2 separate regions of the Mus musculus genome follow, and region 2 is linked to region 1. A link is a contact called in public capture Hi-C data. All regions are on one chromosome and are shown on one strand. The core of a region is the stretch at or near the end of the contact, and the rest is flanking DNA. Distances in the headings are between cores, read along the strand shown.

Region 1 (5,451 bases), core at 856-3,355:
CCTGCTCTGGGCCTAGGTGTGGGCCATTGGTGAGTACCTGTCGGTGACTTGGGACAAGAGGTGCACAGCGGAACAGATCAACAAGTTCTTTGAAGCCCTGGAAGCCCTGCTGTTTGAAGTCACCCAGTCCCGCCCCTTAGCCGACTTGCCCTGCTGTCCTCCAGAGGTGGTCACTGCACTCATGACCACACTGACCAAACTAGCCTCCCGGAGCCAAGACCTGATCCCAAGGTACCCAGCTAGGAAGCACAGAGAAACCCATAGAGGGCAACCATTTAGGTGCCTTGGGGAATTGATTCTTGGCAGCTAAGGACCTGAGACCCTCTCTTTCCCAGGGTGTCACTGTTCCTGTCAAAAATGCGAACCCTGGCCCAGAACCCAGCCACCAGCTCTGTGCACAGTGAAGAGGGTGCGGAATCCATCCGGACCCGGGCCTCAGAGCTGCTAACCTTACTAAAGATGCCCAGTGTGGCCCAGTTTGTGTTCACACCTCCTGCAGGCGTGTGCCAGCCCCGCTACCACCGGGACACCAACGTGGCCCTGCCTCTGGCTCTGCGCACGGTCAGCCGGCTGGTGGAGAAGGAGGCTGGCCTCCTGCCAGGTTGAAGGGACAGTCACCACCTGAACAGTAGCTACAGCGTGAGAGCCTGGGCAGTCAGCAGTATTGGAGCTGAGCTGCAGGCGTGGGTGACTCGTGAGGCATGGTGGACATGACTGTCAGGATGGGATCACCAGCCCCTGGGGATGAGTCATCTCACCTTGTCTCTGTGGCTGGCCAGTCAGCCTTGAGCAGCCGGTAGGTGACTGAGTGTTACTTCCTAGGCCGAGCAGAAATGGCCTGGTCTGCTTGCTGCTGTTACTCATTTCTGGATTTGGGGGCAGGGAGCAGTGCAGGAAAAATAAACTAAAGAATTATTTATGCTGAGCAGTGGTGGCACATGCCTTTCATCTCAGCACTCAGGAGGTAGAGGCAGGTGGATTTCTGAGTTCAAGGCCAGCCTGGTCTACAGAGTGAGTTCCAGGACAGCCAGGACTACACAGAGAAACCCTGTCTCAAAAAACCAAAAGAGAATTCTTTAATATTACATGTATGTGCTTGCACACACCACAGTGCACACGAGATCAGGAGACAGCTTTTGCTACTCGGTTCTCTCCTCAGCCATGTGGGTCTTGGCTGGTTGCCTGGCTCAGTGACAAGCGCCTTTACCTACTGAGCCATTGTGCCTGCCACCAAGTAAATCTTCCAGTGCTGTGTACAGCCCAGGCCCCTCTCTCTGCCTTCCTTGGACTTGGAGAGCCAGGGAGCCTGGGCTGCTGCCTTCCCACCCTGCCCTCTGTTGAGGGAAATACCTGGGTCCCCTGATTGGCTCCTGTGTCCTTGATGTGACAGAAATGACATGCTCTGGAGCTGAAACTCACAAAGCCCTGAGTTTAATCCTGAGTGTAACCCCAGGCATGGGGTGCACACTGCAATCCCAGCACTCAGCAGGTGGAGTGAAGTTCGAGAAAGGTCAGAAGTTCAAGGTCAGCCTTGGCTAGGTAACAACTTGAAATGCAGCCTGGGCTACAAAAGAAATTGGGCCTAGAAGATGACTCAGCACATAAAAGGCCTTGCTAGATGCCCCTGATGACCCAGGGTTGACCCCTGGATCTCATGTGTAAGGCTGCGTACCATGGTGTGTATGTAGCTGTGAAGACAGCAGTTCAAAGCTCAAAGGCTTGCTACAGCAGTGGAAGAACGAGCTGGAAAGCAAGAACCAACTCTCAGAACGCACGCCATGCCTTGGTCACATAAGACATTTTAAAAGCTAAATAAAACTCAAGGTGTATTCATGAGGGCGCGGTGTCTTCTGGGTCCACATGCAGGTGGTGTTTGCCTAATTATGCTGCTTCCTAACTTAAGGATATGGAAGGCTAGACTTGGAGGACTTTTATGTGCTCCAGTGGTTCTGCACAGAGGCTTCCAGGTTTCATGGTGCTCAAGGGTGCAGGCTCCTGCCTGCTGAGAATTTTTGCAATTTTCCTGAGCCCTGGACAGATAGTTCTTCAGAACTACTCAGGCACTGACAGCACATGGCCACCAGATGGCGCCACCGCACCAGTTTATTGATGCGCACGCCTTTGGCCCCACCCACAACTCCATCCTTCACTTTGTTTCTGGGCTCTGTATTGGGGCTGGAGTTCCCTCAGGAAAAGTTGAATTTAGGCTCCGGCTGAGGTGTGCGGCTAAGTGGGGTGCACCTATCGAGGCCACGGGGTTACTAAAGCCCACGTGGGCCTCGTGTCCGGATTCACGTTCAGGGAGAGCTTTACTTGTTACCACTAGGCCTGTTGGGCCCGGGCCAAACTCCCTCCCCGAGCTGGGCCTGGACAGATGTGTTCAGGGAGTGCTATCTGTTCCTGTGAGGGCAGGAAGGACAGTGTCATTAGTGACTTAAAAAAAAAATTAGCCTTTTGCTTTATTCAGTGAGTGTTTTTGCCTGCATGCATGTCAGCGCGCCATGCGCATGTTTTGCATGCAGAGGTCAGAGAGCCTCAGACCCACTGGAACTGGAGTCGCAAGCTTGTGAGCCCCCATGTGCTGGGAATTGAACCCAGGTCCTCAGGAAGAACTCCTAGTGATCCTAACCACTGAGCCATCTCTGCAGCCCAGAACCTTGGCATCCTTCAGTCACAGGGTACATGGCTCCACCAGCACTGCACAGAAAGTTGATGAAGCCATGCCAGCTTGAACAAGGGCAGAGGTGTTTGAAGACACACTGCCCTCTTCTTGTTGAGCACCAGACAAAGCCAAGTGCCCACTCAGATGGCAGGGGCTGCCCTGGCCCCTCAGAGGGTCACATACGGTATTCAGCCACTCTTCCTACCTTCGTCTGGCTAGAGGCTTGGGCTCCAGGCTCCTAGGCCCCCGTGACGTTGGTGAAGCTTTTACACCTCCTCGGCTGTTATAATCACCTTTCATATGAATGCTTGACAACCCGTTTGCACACATGCCAAGGTTTTAATATGTGGTATGAATGTGTGTGTGTGTGTGTGTGTGTGTGTGCCTGCAATGGAGAGGCTGGGGGTTGGTGCGGAGTGGTTGGTTTCCTCAGTTGCTCTCCACCTAATTGGATTTTTTTCCTTATGTTCTCCTTGGGAAGGCAGAGCATGCGTGGAGCTAAGGACAGATTTCGAGTCTGTTCTGCCCTAGGGGTTGCTCTCACGTTGTCGGGCTCTGCAGCAAGTCCTCTTACCCAGTGATCCATCCCATCAATCTTATATTTTTAAAATAATTTTAGTTTTGAATGAAAATAGTTACTTTCATACAGTTTATTCTGATGAGTTTCCCCTCCCTCATCTCCTCCCAGATCCTCCCATCCCCCTGCCCTTCCAATTTCATATCTTTCTTAAGAAAACAAGCAAGCAAATAGAAAAGACGAACAAGGATTTAAAAAAATGAATAAAATGGGGGGGGGATACTTTTCAGAAAGTAGGAGAAACATACAAATGAGAAACACACACACACACAAGACTAGTAAGGGGGCAGGGGACCCAAACAAAGCAGTATGAGATCTCAAAACATCCCTGTTTTGAGATGTCTGTTAGCCATCTGCTGCTGAGTGTGGGGCCTACCTGTAAGTGGGGTTTGTTTACCCAATGAGGCTCCCTTGGAGAAACAGATTTTTTTCTTTGGTTGGGGATAGGAGCTGGAATCTACTTCCTCATCTCGGCACTGGGACCTGTGGGCTTGGATCTGTGCAAAGCCCACGAAAGCTGCCACGGCCTGTGAGCAAATGTGTGTGTCAGTCCTGTTGTGTCTGGAGGACAGTCTTAGGTGTCATTCATCCCCCCTGGCTTTTACACTCTTTCTGCCTCCTCTTCAGCAGTTTCCGGAGCCCTGAGGGGAGGAATTTGATGGAGACTCCAAGATCTGTCACACTCTGCATACTGGGCAATTGAAACCACTTTTTTTTTTTCAGATGCAGCTAGCATAGATTCAGGCATCTTCCTGTCAAACATACACATCAGCAATACACACAGCAGCAGCATACACACATACACCAGCAATACACATACACACCAGCAATACACACACAGCAGAAGCAGCATACACACACACACACCAGCACTGGGTCACAGGCAGTCAGCACTGGGCCTTTAAACGGATGATGAGACTGTCCCCTCATGCTTGGCATGCGTCACTGACCGAGCGCCTGTATTGTGCTCTTTTTATGAATGGCTAAATAATAAGAACCAAGAAGCCCTGCACAAAGCATCATGACCAAGTTGGCGAGGAAAGGGTTTATTCAGCTTACACTTCCACATTGCTGTTCATCACCCAAGGAAGTCAGGACTGGAACTCAAGCAGATCAGGAAGCAGGAGCTGATGCAGAGGTCATGGAGGGATGTTCCTTCCTTCCTTCCTTCCTTCCTTTTTCTTTCAAGATTTATTTATTATATGTAGTCCACTGTCACTGTCTTCAGACACACCAGAAGAGGGCATCTGATCTCATTACAGATAGTTGTGAGCCACCATGTGGATACTGGGATTTGAACTCAGGACCTTCGGAAGAGTAGCCAGTGCTTGTAACCACTGAGCCATCTCTCCAGCCCCAGGAGGAATGTTTCTTACTGGCTTGCTTGCTCTGCCTTGCTCAGCTTGCTTTCTGATACAACTGAGGACTACCAGCTCAGGGATGGCACCACCCATTATGGGCCCTCCCACCCTTGATCACTAATTGAGAAAATGCCTTACAGCTGGATCTCATGGAGGCATTTTCTCAGTTGAGGCTCCTTTCTCAGTGATTACTCCAGCTTGTGTCAAGCTGACACAAAACCAGCCAGTACAAGCCTACTATCCAGGATCAGAACTGTTATGGTGGCCACACCCCATCTCTCTGTGCGCCCCCAGTCTATGCAGCCTGCTCCACTGTTTAACCCTAAACACTCTTCTGAGTTGCTTGAAGAATTGAATTGCCTGTGTCAGCAGGTATCCCTTACTGTATGTCCTCTCTCTGTTGTCTGAACAAGGTCATGCTGGCTTATTGCAAGAAGGCTTCCTGCTGGCATTCTTCCAGTAGTGTCTGCAGGAATGTGGGGTCCCCTCCTCTGCTCCCCAGCATGGAGCTTGTGAACCCAGGAATGAGACCCTGCACCAGCTGCAGCCCCTCAGCTCTGTTCTGAGCTGTAAGCGTTTCTTCTGGATGAAGCCATCAATTGGGGGTGGGGTGTTGGTTTTTCGAGACAGGGTTTCTCTGTAGCTCTGGCTGTCCTGGAACTCACTTTGTAGACCAGGCTGGCCTCGAACTCAGAAATCCCCCTGCCTCTGCCTCCCGAGTGCTGGGATTAAAGGCGTACGCCACCACGCCGGCAACCATGAATTTTAAATATCAGTTTAAAAGCAAATTTAGGGGCAGGGGAGTGGAGAGATGGTTCAGTGGCTAAGAGTGATCACCGCTCTTGCAAAGG
Region 2 (6,314 bases), core at 2,809-5,308, 190 kb after region 1:
GATCCAGGTTGGGAATGCGTGTCGCTTTATCAGACTTCTGGGAGTGTCACGTCAGGCAGGAGCACACATCTGTGGCAGTTTCTTGACTAGCATCTCAGGCCCCAGGCCATGCTATCCGTATGTCCAGCTGTCCTTCTGGAGCAACTTGTTTAGTTTGAGATAGGCTTGCTCTGTAGCCAAGGCTGGGATTTTGAGAATGAGCCATCACACCGGACTTGAAGCAGTGAGTCTGACCGTGTTGCTTTACTGTCTCTAGGCTTGATGGCAGTATGGAGACGACCAGTGAAATCGTAGACTCTGCATCTCATGACTGCCCCTTAGCAACACAGACGTACGGCACAGCAGCTGCCAAAGGTGCCTATGTGCCCTCGTCCCCCACAAGACTTGGGAAAGGGCAGGACGCCAACTTAGAAGGTAACTGAGCATTCGTTTCCGGGGTGCTTCCACCTGTGCTGCCCCTGGAAGCACTGCCTCCCGTGAAGCCGTGGGCCAGGGCGCCTCCTCCCAAGGCTTGCGAAAGTGAACTAATAGTCTTCGTTTTGGGGAGAAAGGCAATCATTGTGGCCAGGGACTCGGGCTGCGTGTGAGCCCACCTAGCCTTCTCCCTCCCTGTGTAAGCAGTGTCCTAATGTATGACATGCAGAAGCTGCCTGTGCTGACCTCCATTGTGCTTTAAGTTCCCTAAACTTGAGAGAGGTGCCGCCTCCATGTTGGGGAGCATCCCTTCCGCTGTACCCCAGGACGGTGTCTCCAGTTAGAATCCCATAGGGTCCCTTAGTCACTCAGGAGTGCGTTCAGCTACCACTGCTTACTGTAGGTGCGGGCCTAGTGCATGCTGGGAAGTGAATGGCATCATCTGGCTCTGCCTGAGGCTGTAGAGGCCCCACTCTGACCAGGCTGGGAGAGTCTTAGTGTGGCCATAGCTCAGAACGAGTACCATCTCCTGGACACGCCCTGTGGTTGGTGCGGCAGGATCATCCGCTGGTCCCAGCTCTCTGAGGGTTCCACTCCTGTCTCTGCAGCCTACACAGATGACCTGGGTGCTGTGGGTGGTGCATGCCTAGAGGATGAAGCCAGCGCTCTGCGCCTGGATGAAGACAGCGAACATCCTCCCATGATTCTCCGGACTGACTGATCCTGACCTGTGAACTCTGGCCCAGGAGCAGACAACACTGCCTGGCTGAGGACTTGAGCATTGCTGCTATGAACTTTGACCTGAATTGAGGGAGAGGATGGCAGAGACTTAAAGCAGAGGTTGTAGTTATAGCCTATCCATACTGTTGAGAAAATACAGTTTTCACTTCAGTGACTTTAATCCTGCTTATGAATTTAGCTTTTTATTTTCTCTCACTCTTTAATTTTTTTAATCTTTTTTTTTCTTTTTTCTTTTTCTTTTTTGCCAAAATTAACTATTTGGTGAAGTCTGTGGAGTCTCCTTGCTTTGCATGTGTGATGTGCCAAGCCAGCATAGGAGAGCAAGTGGAGTGGCCACTCCATAGCAAACCACAGTTGTCAGGTCTCATGCCAGGGCACGCATGAAGAAGTCTGCGTGCAGTGATTCTGCAGGGACAGGGCCCATGTGCCCACCAAGACCAGCCAGGGCACCAGTGGACAGTGGCCTCTGTCAGGAGTCCTCTTGCCCTACTGCCCCACCTGGGCCATTTTCCCTCCCAATTTATTAAACTCTTTCCAGATTGGATCATTCTGGGACTAGCTTCCTCCACGGGGGGACTGTTGTTCTGGGTCTTAGTCTCCATGGGCATCTTGAGAGGGAGAGGGGCAGTTTCTGCTCTCTGTGCCTTCTCTTCTGACAGGTGAACTTGGCAGTCTACCAGGGCAGCCTGGAACCAAGAAAGGTGATGTCGTCAGTGTCGTTAAATGCTCTGTCTCCTCCTGTCCCCATCCATAACTGTGACTTGGCTTTTTGTTTTTTTTGTTTTTAAAGGAGAGTCTATAGCTACTCCAATTCCCAAAAAAGCACAAAGGTGTAAGATGCTAGGTCAGGGTCAGCCTCTGCGGACCTGGAGCAGTGGTGTCTGCCAGAGGCTCTCCTCCCTCCCCAGACATAGCAGAGAGTAGAGGGGCCCCTCCCCCTCCCAGGGAGGCGGCAGGAGATTCCCTCCCGGGGTGATGTGCCTTTTCTTTTGGTCTTACAAGGGCAGGAAAGTGAGGTCAGATGTCAGTGCTGCCCTGTGCCTGTCTGCTTTTGATTGTTTGCTATTTGGGGGGAAGGTGTGGTCTCACACTACACCCCAGGCCCTGGAACTCACTATATAGCCCAGGCTGGTCTCAGACTCAAAGTAGTCCCCCTGCCTCAACTTCCTGTGAGTTGGAATTACAGGTACTGCTGTGCTAGGCTCCATTCTCAGCTCTATAGAATAAAAAGTTGAGGTCCTCAAATCTGCATTCTAAAGAACAGAGCCTAACAGTGGAGCCCAAGGGCGTGGCTGTGGCTTCTGCATGACTATGGCTTTAGGTGCAGGGGTTTTGGAGTAGGAAATCTGGATAATGTTGGGGTACCAGGTTAATCCAGCCGGATAAGAGGGACTACAGGTAGCTGCCTTCAGGCCTGTGTGGTTATGTCTGGTAGAGTATATCTGCAGGGTGCCTGTAGCTAAATCTGCTGAGGTTCCCTGTTTCTGCTGTTCAAGGATAGCTAATCACATAATTGGGGTTTGAGGGGCGCCCACTGTTAGCTCTGGCTGCTGTTGGCACCTGTGCCCTGGAGCATCCGAGGAGCCAAACAGTATGAGGCAGGGTTAGGCTGCGTGTGCTGGACTTTAAACTATGAATTTTCTGGACCCTAATAACATGGGACCCCAGCCTGTGGCCTAGTTCAGTGACTGCTTCACTGGGAGACTAAAACTGGCCTTCACAGGAACCGACTGTGGGAAGCACACGGGGCTGATTGGGAGCCGGGGTTTCCTGGAACCAAAGAGTGTGGCTGTTGTGCTGGTGACCTTGGCTTTGTGCTCTGGGTTTGGAGCTCAGCTCCCTCTGCTGAGGCCTCTCTAGGGAGCTGGGGTCTCACAGACAGTGGAGTTCACGTCTCCCTAAAGCATAGGTTTCCTCACTTGGAAACTTGGTTAGAAAAAGGCCGCTCCTGGGGTCTGGGGCTGTGCCTTCCATCAGTGGTCTTGCCAGGCTGTGCAAATTTGGTGAGCCTTCCTCTCTTGGGACAGATGTGCCCGTGCATCCCACAGAGGTCAGAAAAGCAAAGGATTAGGCTGTGACCTCAGGCAATCTGTACAGCACTCGCAGGCCTCAGGTGAGGGAGGAGAGAGTGGCTGGCTGAGGTCAGCACTCACTGTTGGGATGCACACGGTAGAGCCAAGCCTCAGCAGGGCTCAGGTTCAAAGGTAAGAACATTTTGGAATCCGGTGTGGCACACACCTGTAATCCCAGCAGTCAAGAGAGTGAGGCAGGAGCATGGCTGTAAATTTGAGGCCAGTCTAGACTATATACTCCTGGGCAAACCTGGCCTACAGAGTGAGACCCTGTCTCAAAAAACCAAAGGATGATGACTTTAAGAAAAGAAAGAAACAAAACAAAAACAACGGGGAATGGGAGTTGTAAAACCCCCCAAAATTTTAAGATTAGTATGGATTGGGACCAAAGCTTTTGTATTTTCTCAGACAATGAAAGCAAGAGTTGGAGTCCCTTGTCCTGCCTACACCAACAAGTGTGAGCTAGGGGCAGGTCTCAGGGGTCTGAGGTTGGACTGTACGAGAACCCTACCTCACAGGGCTGTTGTGAGGTGTGTGGGGGCATGTCCTGTGGGTACCCAGTGCTGGGGCTGGCCAGCAGTGGACTCCAATAAACACTAAAACTGAAAGCTCCCAGAGTCAAGTGCATGGTTTTTGTTCAGCTCTGCTCTCTGCCTACAAAGCTAGGTGGAAGATGGTCTTGCAGTGGAGGGTGTGTGGAGGGAGCCTGTCTCGCCTGGGCCGTGACTGCAGGGTTGAGACCACAAGTTTCAGCAATGTCCTGCCTAGCCCACCTGGAACATCCCAACCCTGCCCTCTTGTGGATTCTGGGAGCTTCAAGGCTGCAGCTCCTGCCAAATCGGCTTGGTAACTTGGCTCTCACAGTTTGACTTGGAGACGAGGCTCGACAGCAGGTGTGTTACTTGGAAAAGACCAGAGTATTTTGGTCACAGCTCAGCTATGACGAGGACTGTGTGCCTTGCTCAGCTCCACTCTCCGTGGTTCTTTTTGTTTTATTTTTGAAATGATCTTACAACTTAGCCCAGGCTGCAGTCAGATTTAAGATGGTGTGCCTCTGCCTGCCTTGTCCTGGAACTACAGGCCCAAGCCAGCACATCCGAGCTTTTATCAAGACATCATAAAGATGCATGCTCCAATGGCCCCGTGCCCCCAGTCGTTGTAGCTCCTGCCCTCTGCATGCTAGCAATGACCAGATCACTTGTTCGGAACATCTGGTGTCCCAGGTGTGAGGAGAGCTGGACCAAGTGCCCTCCTCACACTGTGCGAGAAGTGTCTCCCCGGGGGATGAAGCCTGTTGGAAATGCATACTAACAACTGCCTGCTGAGCACAAGGGCTTTATTGATTGAGTTCTTGCCCTACTGTAATCTTTGACCTGTCTTAGACTATATTTGTACTCTGTGGGGTTTGGGAAACCCAAGGGAAAGAAAAGGAACAACTCTGGATTTGGAGGCAAGATCAACTCTTCTTTGGCGTCTGACAAGGAATAGCATTTTATTTTGAAAAATTAAACCTTTTTCAAGCTGATTCAAGGGGACTGTCCTGATCCCCTCCGCCTGTCTAATTCTATACTGGGATGCATCTGAAAAGCATTCATTTCTACCTTTCCTTCTAAGGTAAAGGTATTTCAGGTACGTGTGTTTGTGAGTGCCTGTTTTCTGTCTGTGGCTCTGTCTCCCCCCCACCCCTCCCCAAGCCACAGTGATTACAAGTCTCCATATCAGAGCTGGGTAATATGGTACATGCCTGTTATCCCAATATTAGGGAGGAGTCAGAAGGATCAGAAATTTAAGGACATCCTCAGCTACACAGAATCTGAGCTGCATCAATACCCTGTGTCACCAGGCAGCCGAGGTGCACACCTTTAACCTCAGCACTTGGGTGACAGAAGCAGATGGACCCAGCCTGGTCTAAAGTTCTAGGATAGCCAGGGCTACATAGAGAAACTGTCTCAGGGTGGGGAGCAGGGGGTGGAGGGGACCCTATCTCAGTGGGCTGAAGAGAGCGTGGGGGTTAAAAGCATTGTTGGCCCTTCCAGAGGACCCAGTTTTAGTTCCCAGCACCACATGGTAGCACACAAACTGTCTACAATTCAGGGGATCTGAAGTCCTCTTTTTGGTACCAGCCACTTAGGTAGTTCCTATAATTTTTTTTTCTAGTTTTTCAAAACAGGGTTTCTCTGTGTAGCCCTGGCTGTCCTGGAACTCACGCTGTAGACCAGGCTGGCCTCGAACTCAGAAATCCACCTGCCTCTGCCTCCCAAGTGCTGCGATTAAAGGTGTGCGCCACCACCGCCTGGCTCCTATACATTTATATAGGCATTAACACCTATTTTTTAAAATGACTTAGAAATGGCCTCTGGTTAAGAGTGCTTGCTGCTCCCGCAGACGACCTGAGTTTTCCCCAGAACCCACATCAGCTCGCAGCCACCTGTGATGTAATTCCAGGCCCAGAGGCTCCCCCAAACTCACACACCGCCACACACACACAGTTAAAACTAATAATCGGTTTAGAGAGATGGCTCAGCAGTCATGAGCACTTACTGCACCCACAACTCCAGTTCCTGGAAATCCAACACTCTTGTGGCCATGGAAGGCAGCACACATGTGCACAGGCATAGATAGATGGAAAACAACACCCGTACACTTGAAGGCCAGCGTGGGCTATGGCATGTGCTCACGGCCCTGTCTTCAAGAGTCACTGGGATGAGCTGGGCATGGTGGCACACGCCTTTAATCTCAGCACTCGGGAGGCAGAGGCAGTCAAATTTCTGAGTCCGAGGCCAGCCTGGTCTACAAAATGAGTTCCAGGACAGTCAGGGCTATACAGAGAAACCCTGTCTTGGAAAAAAAAAAAGTCACTGGGATGGCTCAGCAAGTAGATGCATTAATGTGCAGGACTGGCAACTTGAATTTGATCCCTACAAGGCAAGGACAAGTGACTACTGCAAGTTGTCCTCAGGTGTTCCATGGTCCACACACTACACCTGTAATTCCAGGTACTTGGGAGTCTGAGGCAGGAGCATCGGAAGTTCAAAGCCTTCCAGAGTAACATAATGAACCTGTCTCACAGAATGATCGGACAAGGCT

What was found. Capture Hi-C pulls out chosen DNA fragments and counts their contacts.
Region 2: a contact with region 1 is called in a capture Hi-C map of embryonic stem cells, with 3 times the contacts expected there. The contact joins two enhancer-like sites. A contact is called at or near these places in 4 of 484 Hi-C or Micro-C datasets (the N1E-115 cell line and embryonic stem cells), 4 of 115 datasets of contacts at active chromatin or transcription factors (all in embryonic stem cells) and 2 of 9 other capture datasets (adipose tissue and embryonic stem cells).

Annotation. Positions count from the first base shown.
Region 1 is chr5:142,476,881-142,482,331 of GRCm38.p6, forward strand. Ap5z1 (adaptor-related protein complex 5, zeta 1 subunit) reads left to right here. Exons shown (of 17, transcript NM_172725.2): 16 at 17-231; 17 at 336-1,835. The coding sequence ends at 606. Among named protein-coding and RNA genes, the nearest start is that of Ap5z1, 16 kb to the left of the region's middle. Within about 2 kb of position 2,106, at least 51 of the 459 cell types and tissues checked have an H3K27ac peak or open chromatin away from gene starts, as enhancers often do. A contact at or near this core is called in embryonic stem cells, where this site is marked.
Region 2 is chr5:142,665,838-142,672,151 of GRCm38.p6, forward strand. It overlaps Wipi2 (WD repeat domain, phosphoinositide interacting 2), which reads left to right. Exons shown (of 12, transcript NM_178398.4): 11 at 257-414; 12 at 1,023-3,535. The coding sequence ends at 1,135. Gm40352 (a long non-coding RNA gene) reads right to left here. Exons shown (of 3, transcript XR_868664.3): 3 at 6,032-6,314. Among named protein-coding and RNA genes, the nearest start is that of Gm40352, 24 kb to the right of the region's middle. Within about 2 kb of position 4,059, at least 17 of the 459 cell types and tissues checked have an H3K27ac peak or open chromatin away from gene starts, as enhancers often do. A contact at or near this core is called in embryonic stem cells, where this site is marked.